2 separate regions of the Neogale vison genome follow, and region 1 is linked to region 2. Evidence: chromatin contacts called from public Hi-C data. All regions are on one chromosome and are shown on one strand. Each heading gives the region's core, a stretch centred on a gene start, on an enhancer-like site or on the middle of the called end of the contact. The rest is flanking DNA. Distances are from core to core; before and after follow the strand shown.

Region 1 (6,244 bases), core at 496-2,995, 180 kb before region 2:
ACAATGCTCCCAGCCCCTCGTTATAATAAAGCAGTCTTGGTGGCCACTGTAACGGAGGAGGCCAGTGCCTTTCTGACCCATCTGCAGAGGCTGCTTCAGGTCTGCTCCTGAGACGGACACAAACACTCCAGTGTCTTCAGGCGAAAGAACTGGATTAAAGGACTTTACTTGGCAGTCACGGTGATAGTCTGCGGGAACTCATGAACTCCCATGGGGCCAGGGACAGAGTCCTAGGTAGGTTTTGCGAGAGCACTACGATGGTGAGAAGTGCCAGGACCCACAAAGCCATTTCCTGACCTTCTTTTCAAACTCTGGCCCTGTGGTGGCCTTCTGTCTACTCCTCCATGTCCTCTCTGGCCAACTTCCAGGAACTTCTTATCTCTAGAGTAACTCAGCTGCACATAATTATAAATAGGTCCCCTTTCTACTCAAAACAGTCCTACTGTGGACAATAAATTGTATGGTCCCCTGTCCCTCCTGTGTTAGAAAATATGCATACGTCCATATAGAAGCTCAGAGGACTCCAAGAATCTTTTAAATCACTTTTCCCAGTCCCTTGCTTTTTTCTTTCTTTCCTCTTTTTTTTTTTTTTTTTTTTTTTTTTTTTGTAAGATGTTCATCCACATTGCTTTTGGTTTCCCAAGATATACCAGTTTTAGGCCTTGAGACCCAAGCCTCTGGAGGAGTTCAAGACCTTGGCCTGGGGTGCTTCTGCCCAAACCAGAGAACTGGAGCCTCCCCAGAAAGTTGAGAATAACTGACCAGGATGGGCGACCTGTGAAACTGCACCTGATTCTCAACGTTGAAAGCGTTTGTTGTACTTGTGCGCACCGGGGTGGGGGAACGGAACGAGGGTGGATAACAGAAGAGATCTTGCACAGCCCCGCGCTTGGTGGGAGCCAAGAGCACGTGACAGCGTGCGTGCGGGCGTCTGTTTCAATGGACACCAAGGTCCTCTGGGCACTGCCCTGACAGGAGAATTAGTGATTAAATTCGGTCTGAGTCAAAAGGTGTCTTCATGCTGAAAACACTCAAAGCCCCCGATGGTGGAGAGTGAGGGGTAGGGAGGTGGTAACAGGAGGGCGATATCAACCCAAAGCAAGCAACTGTGTTCTTTTTAAATGGGGACTTGAGTGTTGGGGAGAGATAATGAAACTACTTTTTGAAACTACGGGCAGCACCGCCGATGCAAGGGATCACCAGCAGGGAAGGGCTCCTGGCTCTGAGCAGCATCAGAAGCGCAGCGGCCCGGTGCTCTCAGGATGCCCGGCTTTCCGGGGAAACGCGCCAGGAAGAGGAACTAGGTACCCAGAAGCACCCTGAGCGCCGATGGAGCCGCTCCGGGGAGACGCGTGGGCAGCTGCGGCCCCGCCACTCCCGCTCAGCCGCTGCGGCCGGGCGCGCAGTCTGAGGCCGGCGGAGGTGCCGCGACCCTCGCTCCCGGTCGCGGGTGCGCTCTCTCCCAGCCCCGGGCCGCGGAAGGATATTGCGCGGCTGCCGAGCCAGGCCCGCGCCGGGGCCGGGAGCTGCAAAGGCAGTGGCAGCGGCCGGCGGGCGCGGGGGAGCCGCCCGAGGACTGGCAGCGGCGGGGCTGATTGATGGGCGCCCGGCTCAATGAGGGGGGCCCGGGCGGGGGTGGGGCGGGGCCGGCCCTGGGCTGAGCCAGTCGCGGGAGCTGCGGGTGGGGGGGGGGCGGAGGCTCCGTGGAAATGTGTCGGTGACATTGAATGGGGAGACGGAGCGCGAGCGAGGCGCGCGCGCGCACACACGCGCACACAGGGCCCCGCTCGCTCCGAGATCCCCGGCCACGTAAGTAACTATTAATACCGCCTCGCCGGGAGTTGCGGGCGTGCTGAGCTCGGGGATTGGCCTCGGGCACCATCGGCCATCCCCTTCAATTTTAAATACACATTCTTCTTACCTCTGGGGAAGAAAGAAAAAAAAAAAAAAGACGAAGAAGAAAAGCCATCAATTTTCTCCAAAACAAACCCCACCGGGCAATTTAGGTTTAGGGTCGGGGGAGACGGAGTGGTTGTAAATTATTCCAAGGCAAGACCCAGTTATCCAGCGGGAAAGGAACGCCGCAGGTTGGCTGGGGGCTCATCCCCTTCCAGCGCCCGGAGGAACCCCCTCACCCCCCCGGAAGCTCGTGCCGGGGGCATCGGAGACCACGGATCTACCCTCGTCCCTGGCCGCAGTTCTAGCTTTATTCGGAGGACGATCTGGAGCACGAGCGAGCAGCGGCAGCATGAGCCTATGCTGACCTCCGCCCGGCGGGCCAACCTGGGCTTTGTCGCGGTACCTGCGCCCGGCCCGCGCCGCAACTCTGTGCCCAGCTTTTGCAATCTTTTGTTGGCAGCGCTGACCGCTCTAAGTTAAATGCTCCCTTGCTATTCTGTTTTTTTTTTTTTTTTCCCTTTTTTTTTTTTTTTTGTCTGTTTGTTTAAATTTTGGATATCTCTTGCGATCCTTGGAAAAGTCTCAGACGCCATCTACAGTTAAAACGTAGGTAACTACCCTCTCCGGCGTCCCCCCCCCTTCCACGCCCCCCACCCTTTCCACCAAAAAAGGGGGTGCAGCGCGGATTCTGTCTGCCGTGCGGCGCGAGCCGGTAGCCCCGTGCTTATTTCCTTTTTCTTTTTGTTTGGTTTCTAACGCGTGGGGACCGAGCTGCGGCCGCGCGCGGCTCGAGGATCGCGTAAACTACAGCAGGGCTCCCCCGCCCCGTCTGCGATTCGGAAGCCTGCGTGGGGATCGCTTCGGGAGACCTGGCGCTGCAGCTCCCCACCTTAGCAATCGGGTCGCTCGTCTAGATCCGCGCTGGAAAGAGAGAAAGAAAGAGAGAGAAACTAAAAGTGCGGAGATTCTGCACATCGCCGGCTGCTTTGGGGGTAACAAAAGGACCCGAATTCCTGCCGACTGAGCACCCCCGGGAGCCGGGCTCGGAGCCGACAAGGTGCCTGGCGGCGCCCATCTGGGGGCTTCCAACTCTCTTCTCCACGTAGCCCCCTTCCCGTCCCCTCCCCTCTCGTTCCGTTTTAAAATCCGTGGCACGGAGGCGCCTGCAGCCGCGCTCGCCCGCGACTCATCTCTCCAGCGGGTTTTTTGTTTGCCGAGTGCGATCCCCACACTCATGAACATACACAGGTCTACCCCCATCACAATAGCAAGATATGGGAGATCGCGGAACAAAACCCAGGATTTCGAAGAGTTGTCGTCTATAAGGTCCGCCGAACCCAGCCAGAGTTTCAGCCCGAACCTCGGCTCCCCGAGCCCGCCCGAGACTCCGAACTTGTCGCATTGCGTTTCTTGCATCGGGAAATACTTATTGTTGGAACCTCTGGAGGGAGACCACGTTTTTCGTGCCGTGCATCTGCACAGTGGGGAGGAGCTGGTGTGCAAGGTAAAGAGCCCGGGGCTTGTTTTCGCTTTTTGTCTTTTAAAAAGGTTCCCCGGCCGGCCGTTTGGAGGGGGCGGGAGGTCGCCAAGCTCCGGAGCCCGGAGGAGGGAGGCTCGCGGGATAATTATCTGTGGCCTCGTTAAATGGGTTTATTTATTTGTTCACGTTCGACTAGTTGCGAAGTTTTTAGTGCGTTGCAGACAATGGGGCGGGCTGCGGCGGGGGCGTTTCGGGGAGAGCCCGGGGCTGGGAAGGGCGGCGGGACTGCGCGGGGGCCACGCACACGCGTTCTCCCAAAGGCTCGTGGAGCGCCTCGGCGCAGGGCCGGGTTCCGCTGCCCGAGGGGGTTCTCCCTGGGTCTAGCCAGCCCCCTCGCCTTCCACCGTGGAGTAGGGAATCCCCGCTAATTTGAAGGCACTGATGACTGGGTTCCTTTCGCAGCCATTGTTCTTAGAAGCGTGCAGGTGTTAAACCTTTGTTCGGAAGGTGCCCTTTAAAAGAGACACACAAAGGTGTCCCCTCTGGCTGAGCCAGGGGCCCAGCGCGGGCAAGGAGTTTACAAAGAGCTCTCTGCTGCCTGCAGCCTTGAAAGGAGGTTTGGGGGTGGAAAGCAAAGCCACAGGCGCACCTTTGGGTGTAGGAAAGAGTGAGTCCTCTGGGTCCTCCTCTCTTGTCTCGTTTCTTCTCCTCTCCACACTTCCGTGCCTGAACACCCCCCTCGCGCCCCCCACCCCCAGCACACACCTTTGCCAGGATGGTTTATAGGCCAGCGTTTGGAGCTGCAGGGATTAGCAGTGCTAATACAGAGATGGGCACTTCAGTTTCCTTTTTGTCTTTGACCCCCAACAGGGACTGGTGTGTCTGTGTGTCTTTGTGTGTGCGCACTCCAGATGAGGGGATGAGAAGGGGAACAGTGGGGGGGGGGGGGATAGAGTAATGTATACTGCTCCCCAGACATTGGGCACAGATCAAGAATCCATTATCACTTAATTTTACATTTGGTCACTCTTGGTTTTTCTTGGGGGAGGGGGTTCATGGGGTAGTGAGGAATGAGGAGCCCTGCACAGCTATGCTACAAATAATACATTGCACTTTTACCATTAACCACAGATTGCTTTATTTTGTAGGGGGCTGGAGTCTTTCACTGTAAATAATGCGTTTTGTGGAGGTCTTCAGTCAGTTTGCAATTCCTCAGTTCAGATCTCAGGGGAAAATCAGAGGCTCTTTAAATACAGCCCTCCACTTCTCCAGAGCATTCGGTATTTTGCATCTTCTCCTAAGTTACTGAGACCCTGAGCGAGCGACTGTGCCCGGTTAACCAAAATTCAGCAGGCTATTCCGAGCTGGATTGAATTCTCCGAAGACCTAGAAGGTTGCACAATAGGGGAGTCGTCCTTTGAAATGAATGAATTCCACAGAGCTGTTACTCTCCTATGATACACACACAGTCCCCCAGCAGTGAGTGTGTTCCCTCCTTTTGCTTAACTTGGGTATAGCATTTTAGTATTTCTCCAGGGCTGGAGACGCTTTTAAGTAGAGGGACTCTGCCTTCACATTCTGCAGGAGCATCTTGCTGGTATTTTTTTGTTTGTTTGTTTGTTTAAAGGCAGGGCGACCTGCCCTGGTTCTTTCTTTCTCCCTCCAGATTCTTCAAGACATATTTCACTTGGGGCTGACCTCACGGTGTCATTCGTAGACGTGCTCTTTGGCCTGAAACTGTACTTAATCTGCCGGTTTAGTTCTTGCAAAGATTGAATCAGCCCCTCACCAATTACTGTGGGGCTGCCAGTGGGTTTAAGTGCAGTATCATTGTTCTGCTTGGCAGAGGTCATCCCTTTAAGACACGGCGGCCTGCCTTTTTACCAGGGGTGACGTGGGTGGGTGACTTTGTATGCAGGCATAGCTGTGTATATCCTAGGAAGCTCCAAGGGGTTTTTATAAGGCTGCTTCCAGCAGTTTCCCTCAGATACACAGCGTGAACTCCGCTTACTGCAAGGCACTGTGAAATCTACACGTTGAATCAAGTTCCTTTTGATGTCTCAGAATACAGAGCTCCTGTCTCCTAGCTCTGTGTTGACCCAAGGAAAAAGTCTTTGCAAAAACAGACCAGATGAAAAGATGCCATTCCTGTAGAGGACTGTAGAAGGGAATTCTACAGGACACTATTTGGGGTCATTTAACCAAGACAATCAAGCCTGTTCATTGTCTCCCGGAGCCCACTGTAAGCTAGGCAAATGAAGGAAGGCAGCTTTAGGGGGTTTTTACCTTATCCTTTTCATGAAAATGCTGGGAGCTACTGTGCCCATGGACATAATTACTATCTTGGCATAATGGGCACGTGGTTTTGCTTTTTGTTTTTTTGTTTATTTTTTTGTTTTTGCAAATGCTACTAATAATGGCCTAATCTTACTGCCTTATCTCAACTGCCAGATTGTATTACTAAGGCTCCAAATTAAACATTTAAAAGAAGCTGGCAACCAGGCTTATGGCTTGATTTTGCATTTGAAGATGATGGTTTAAATACCAGTCCAACCCCATAAATGCCTGTTACAGCAGCTACTGAAAGTTTGGTACCTACCCATTAGGGAGAACAGAAGTATTTGTTTTATTTTTCATATTCTGTCCACCATCTTGGAATTTGATCTCCTACAGAGGGTGCTGGCTATTTCTTGAAGCTGCCATGCATTTTTTTTTTAAATTTTTAATGTCCATTCAGTTTTTCGTCAGTGGGACAGAACAGCAGACTGAAGGTGCTGAGTAAAAACCACCTTTTATTTTTTTTTGAACGCAACTTGAAGGAGGAAGTATATGATAAGGCATGGTAACTCCAGGAGCACTGGAAAG
Region 2 (6,756 bases), core at 4,074-6,573:
AATGTCTCTGTTTCTATTGCCATGTAACAAATGACCCTGAAACTCCTCTGAAATAAGAGCAGTAGTAGATTCTGGACATGATCTTGTCTTCTACAGATTGACTTTTAGTGATTTACATAAAAGTAAAGACAGATGACAATCACAATGACAAAAATAAGGTTGGAAACACTAATAAAGTAGGAACTAAGACATGGTGTATGTCCATCACTAAAATGTGCTTGTGCTTAAAGACAGTATGGTTATCCCTGGTCCACTTTCCTGATTCTCTGCTGATTAGGGGGTCCCCTGGCAGGCACAATCAGGGAAGCTGGAAAAAAAGATAGGGTCTGGTCAAAACAGAGAAGAACTTAAGGTAAAGAACAAGGTGCTGGTCTTGGCCTCCTTGACATAAGTTAACCAACAATTTTACATACACTTAATTCAAATTTTGGAGAGGATTTTGGAAGAGGGAGTGGCGGGGCCCCTTTTGCAACAGCATTTATAGTAATTACCGAGAGTAGAACCAGGAAGCAAAACAGGTGAGAGTTTCAATGCTAATTGGAAATAGATGTGTGTCTTAACTTGGCAACTAGTCTTGAATAAATCACATTGTTAAAATATTTTTCAAAGATGAAGGGAACAATTTAAAAGAAAAGAAAAAAAAACAAAATGTCACAACAAGACACACCCTTATGAAATTTCAAACATGAGAATAAAGAGATCCTGAAAACATCATAGGAATGAAAATCAACAGGCATTGGATTTCTCATTAGTAGCACAAAATGCTAGAACACAATGGTGTAATTCTTTCATAGTTCTGAGGGAAAACATTTTTAACATTGAGCACTATAGTTAGCTTTGGTGGAAACTTGTGGTTTCCTACTCAGCAACCCTTTTTTCTCTTCCTGTTTGTAGATACCTCTCCAGTTCTACTGAGCATCTGCTGAGCAGGAATATGTTGAGGGGGGAGGGCCCCTTCCACAGCCATGGAAAATGTATTATTGGTCTACACCAGTTACGACAAAACCATTCCTCTTTGCTATTGATTATTCAAAGTGTGGGACTGTCATGTAGTTCTAACAAAGGAATTCTCTGGGCTTCCTGATAGAAAGATAGAGCTACTGAAGAAGGTCTCTTTTCCCCAGCAGTCCATCTTCCTGCCTCAAACTCAATTACTGGAGGATATTATGCTTGGATCTGTGTCACCCATCTTGTGACTACAAGGTAATAAGCCAACACACTGCTGGTGGCCAAGGAGAATAATGGAAAGAGCCTAGGTCATTGATAACATTGTTTAGCCACTGCACCAAGCCTGGTACCACCTACCTTCAGATTTCCTGTTATTTCGGATAATCAAGGGTCTTTTTCCCTTGAGCTATTGTGAGGATGGTTTGTCACTTACAGCAGAATGGTAACAGCTTTTAGATATTGGCCTGCAATGATGGAATAAAAAAGAAGTTTGAACTGCTACTTAATGTTAAAGGCAACCAGCAGAATAACTGAGAAGAATCATATTTAGGGATTTGGTGAAGAAGAGTAGTGTCAATGAGCAAAATCTTCATCTTTTATATTGGATCTTCTTTATATTGCAATCTTCTCGTCCCCTATTTGTCTTCCAAACCCCATCTCAGATTGTCACCTACTCGGCGAAACATTCCCAACCACCTGTCACCCTTGCTCCCAGGCTGCAATAGTTAATAATTGCGGACCCCTCTGTAGCATTATTTTATTCATCCATCCATTCAACCATACTCTGGAGGGGTTATTCTGTCCCACGCTGTTGTGGAGATGCTAAAGATACAATTGGAAAAAAAAAGGCATGATATATATGGGCCCTCTTCTCATGGACCTGATATTTATAGGGAAGAAAAGAATTAAAGATCTGATTATAACATTAGGTAAGGAATTAGAATTGTGATGGGGCTACAAAAGAGACATGTAGGGAGCAGGGAGAGTATAGACACACAGGCATGGACCTAATTTGGAGGAATCTAAGGAGGCTTCCGTGAGGAGGTGATGTCTGAGCTGCCCTCCGAAGGATGACAGACATTAAGTAGATGTAAGAGTGAAGGTGTGAAGAAGCGAGCAGGTATGAGGAGCATGGTACAAGGCAGGAAGGAGTATATCATCAAGAGGAGAAACTCTGTGAAGGTCCCATGCTGTTGGAATGAGGGAAGAAGCCAAGATAACACTGGTGAGGGGCACCTGGATGACTCAGTCATTTAAGCATATGCCTTCAGCTCAGGTCATGGTCCCAGAGTCCTGGGATCTTGCTTAGCAGGGAGCCTGCTTCTCCCTCTGCTTACTGTCCCCACCGCACCCCCCACACACACACAAAAGACAACCCTGGTGAGGGAAGCAGGGTTCACATCTTAGAGGGCCTTCAGACCATGTTATGGGTTTTGTCCTTTTCAGAGAATGAGGAATTCACTGAAGACTAATCTCAGTGAATTTTGTTCGTGAGTGAGTTGCAGCCTATGGATCAAATCCAGCCCACCACCTGTTTTTGTAAATAAAGTTTTATTGGAACATAGCCTTGCTTTTTTTTTTTTTTTTGCCTACTATCTGTGGCTGCTTTCACACTGTAATGGCAGAAGGGGATATTTGCAACAGACATTGTATGGGATGCGAAGCCTAAAATATGTTTTCTTTATAGAAAATGATCCTTGGAATAGATCTTGGAATAGATGAACAATGCAGAGAACTGTTCATGCTTTTATGCTAGCACCTGTTGTGCTAGGATCATCTGATTACCTATTGGATTTCCCCATTATTATACTGTGAACTCATTTTGGAACAGGGACACTATTCAATTCATCTTAGTTTCTCTAATTTCTAATACATTATTGGTACAATGAACAATTCATTGGTTGAATCAATTCTGCTCATTTACCTCATAGATCATCTAGACCAGTAGCTGCTAATTGGACTGATTTGAAAACTAAGTTCAAGGGATTCTGTGGGGCCTTCCCCCAAACACTCAACAAGTTATTCTCCATATTGGGTATCAAATCCTGATCTCTTGATTAGCATTCTTGCCATCTCTGTTCTTACTTTGACTCAGCTGACCAAATAATTTGAGTTTCACTAGAACCAGGAAATTGGAGATATGTATCTACTTATAGAGTCATACTTTGAGAGCCACGATGACTCATTTATGAGGAAAATGTGCCCAGGAGCTTTGTCTAAATTTGAGTTATCATCATTTCTATAGAGCAGAGGTTTGTGTGTTATCTTAGCAAGCTGAGCTCGATGAAATAGCCTGGAGAGCTGTGCGGATTCTGCGAGGGCTCCTACATGGAGGTCAGGGGTGCAGAAGGCTCCGTATTGCTGTTCCATATGCCTGTTTGCCCTTCCTATTAGAAGGCTGGAAATATAATTAGGAGACAAGCACCACAGATGCTGCAGTTTACAATAACCAGAAGAAACCACCGAAATGGGTAAGACATGAAAGGATAATTTTGCTTATACAAAATAGCAGACTGCAAACTAAAACCAAGAAAAACAAACAGGCAGATGGAAAGAGTGGGGAAGGCATTGGCACAGCTGTGAGCAGGATTTAGACACCCAGATGCAACATAATTTGGGGGGATGGGTGAGAGAGGAAGAGAATCTGAGAAAAAAAAAAACAAAACAAAAAACCCGAGATACAAAAAAGATACTGGAGAATACTGAGCTTCTCATCTCTCCACCTGCAGGTTAAACTTTTTCACATCCCCCTCCTTGTACCCTGGTTGCTGAAAGTCATTTCCTGGGGGACAGGAGGAGGGGACCCAAAGGCAGAAAAGATAAACAGGCGTCTTTCCTAACAGAGAAGGCAGGGGCAGTAAAATCAGCAGCTATGATTGCAGTGGAAGAAGAAAGACATAGCCATTACCCAGAAGAGGGTGAATAGTAGTGTTTGGTTTTATTATTAGCAGCGTTATTTAGATAACAACACATACGCATGGCTCCCTTTCCAGATAGAGTCCTGGCGCAGAGAGGGGCAAGAAAGGGAGAACCCCTGTGCTCAGTTTCGACAGATGCCTTAAACCCTGTCATGGAAACTGCAAACACCATCGTGGTTAGTCCCCCTCCCCCAACATCAACAAAATAACTCAGTAATGTATTGTCTTCTCTGTTTTTAGGGGTTAGGCGACTGAAGGTCAATGGGTAGGAAGTAAGATTTAAACCTAGAACTTTCTGATCATCTACAGTGTCTTCTCCTACCACTGACAGGCAAACACAAATCGAAGTCATCAGCAGAGGCGCTTCTGTTATGTCAAACCAAATGGGACACCCAAAGCGAGTGACGGTGGGTCCTTTAATGAATGGTGCTTCATCAGAGAAGGTTCCACTGCCTGAGTAGAGACACAGCAACACGTGCTCTGCCCGGATGGACGGTCTGAGTTCTGTCATTTCATTTCTTTCCAAATGCTCATCATTTTCCTTCTTTTTTTCTTTTTGTTACAGTGGGCTCTTTATGCTTTTAACTCCCACTGTACTGTGAGCCCCTGGAGAACAAAAATTGGGCATCATTCATCCTTATATCCCCAGACCCAGGAAAAAACCCTGCTCCTCCTTAAGACTGCTACCTGGACCAGCCTCAGGGGCCCCACAGCCACGGGTGTCAACATGCAGCACAGCGGGTCCCCACAGAGCAGGTGGCCAGCAAGGGGTGACAAAGGCACAGCTCTCCTCAGCCAGTTAGCTTCCAAGAAGTTCCCCATCACAACTGCCATCTTCCTCCTCTGGGTTCTCAGAACACTCTACTTGATGCTCCCCTTTCTCCGTCTGTTCCTTGACACACTCTCATCCCCGTCCCAGGGACTAGCTGGCATTCATCCCTAGAGCTGTTTATGACCATGCTGGTTTCCCCTCGGGTTCCTTGAAATGGCCTGATCAAGTGACGCGACTATGTATTTTGAACAAAATAATGTGATTCTTTTCTAAAGATTACCTTACTTCGTGACTTATAAATCTTTTACATGTCATCAATGCTCAGTGATGTCTTCACTGTTGATTCCTTTATCCCCTCCCTGAAACTACAGGAGCAGCACCGTGCTGGGTTCCTTGGTCCAGACTATGAACTGTTTCCTGATGGCAGTGGGGCCGGCCTCTCTGCCTGCTGCCACAGGAAATGGGGCAGAGTTCCCACATCTTGGAGGATACATCTCTTCATGGGAAGAGAAAAACTGTAGTTCTGCATTCCAGCTCCTGGGCTGTTCACACCAGCTATTTGGGGGAAGGGGGAAGCCAGTCTCACAACACTTTCCCCAGAGAAAAGATGCCAATGTCAATGTCAGCCATTAGGAAACGTCATTAAGGCAGATGAGAAACGGGCTGTGGACATTTTTATGAGCCCAGAATACTCTGGTTGGAGATTTTATGGAGACCACAGGAAACCAGAGAGACAATGACATTCATACCCTTTTTTAGAGACTGGTAAGGAGCAATTTGTGTGTGTGTGTGTGTGTGTGTGTGTGTGTGCTCAACAGAGTGTGTTTCTGAAAGGGAAAGCTACTGTTGGAGGCCGTGTCAAAGCAAGCCTTATTCAGAGAACTTGTGGATCCCTTACTGATAGAATGCTCCAGACTAAGTAGCTCAGTGCCCAAATCCTTTCAGGACTGCAGAGAAAATCCTGCCTTTTGATTCCAGGATACTCTGGAATGCTGTTCTGCATAAGTCTCTATGGTTGCAACAGTCTACCTGTAACTTCTATATATTCATTTTCTTCTTTTTTTCACATGACAAAATGAAGCTCAGAAAGGTTGAAGAACTTAGACAAACAGAAATGGTCAGCGGTGGAATCAGAACCTGAAGGTGCATTTTCTCTGTTACCATGTTGTCTCTTCACCCGGGCCCAGAGGTGCAGATTTAAGGCAGGGAAAAGGAAAAAAGCCTGTGCCTGTAGAATTGTCCCCAGACGAAGTCTCCTGGGGTCTTAATTTAGGTCTAGCAGCTGGGCAGAGATATTTTTCTCTGTAAATCAGCAGCTGTGCCTTGAATGTATTGATCCACACAATTAAACAGGAGGGAGGTGCGCAAATTTCGGCAGTGTGCCTCTGCCTTTACAGTATTGCAACTGTGTGTTTTCCTGGAGTCCTACAGGAGGGAAGGGACAGATTATCCAGAATATTCCTGAAATGCAGAGCTTTCCTATTCAGACTGACATCTTGTGGCAGTCCGGTATTACTGCAGCCTGCGTTGCCTCATGAATTGAACGTTCAGTTTTACCAAGATTTATTTTCCTCTTCCATGCAGTAATTGGACCAGAAGCTACTAAGCCCCCGGCAGGTGCCATGCACTGAGTTAAGTACTTGGGAACATTCAGACATACTTGCAGAAGAACGGTGGCCGAGACCACTACCGGAAGCTCTGATAACAGCACGACCCTGACAGATGGAACTACAATGAATCAGCAAGCACCTGTCCGGCGGGTCCTGCGGGTTACCAGGGGCTCAGTACGATCTCTACTATCTGCTCTGCACTTATTTTCCCAGTGAATCTTCGTGAGGACCCTATCTGGTGAGTATTCTCACTCTCAATTCACATTTGGGGAAATTGAATCCACAAGAAGTCACCTAAATCATCCAAATTTAAAAAGCTCATAAGTCGTGAAGTTCGTTTTCAAACCCCAATTTTCTGTGTCTCAAAGCCAGAGCTACACATTCTGTGAACAGGTAGCCGGAGGAGACAGAGTGGCTCCAATGGTGAGGTGGCATTTGAGAGGGCCTTAAAGAATGGCCAAGCTTACTCTATGCTATTGAGGCCATGGAAATAATGGGTTATCAGATT

The links. Hi-C and Micro-C count contacts between places; a contact is called where the count stands out from the background.
Region 1: a Hi-C map of fibroblasts shows a contact between it and region 2, with 7 times the contacts expected there. The contact joins the promoter of TRIB2 here to the enhancer-like site in region 2. A contact is called at or near these places in 2 of 3 Hi-C or Micro-C datasets (fibroblasts and muscle).

The regions. Positions count from the first base shown.
Region 1 is chr8:135,100,839-135,107,082 of ASM_NN_V1, reverse strand. It overlaps TRIB2 (tribbles homolog 2), which reads left to right and starts at 1,745. Exons shown (of 3, transcript XM_044262059.1): 1 at 1,745-3,403. The coding sequence starts at 3,134.
Region 2 is chr8:134,924,453-134,931,208 of ASM_NN_V1, reverse strand. No RefSeq gene overlaps it. Among named protein-coding and RNA genes, the nearest start is that of TRIB2, 180 kb to the left of the region's middle. Within about 2 kb of position 5,323, the one cell type or tissue checked has open chromatin away from gene starts, as enhancers often do. A contact at or near this core is called in fibroblasts, where this site is marked.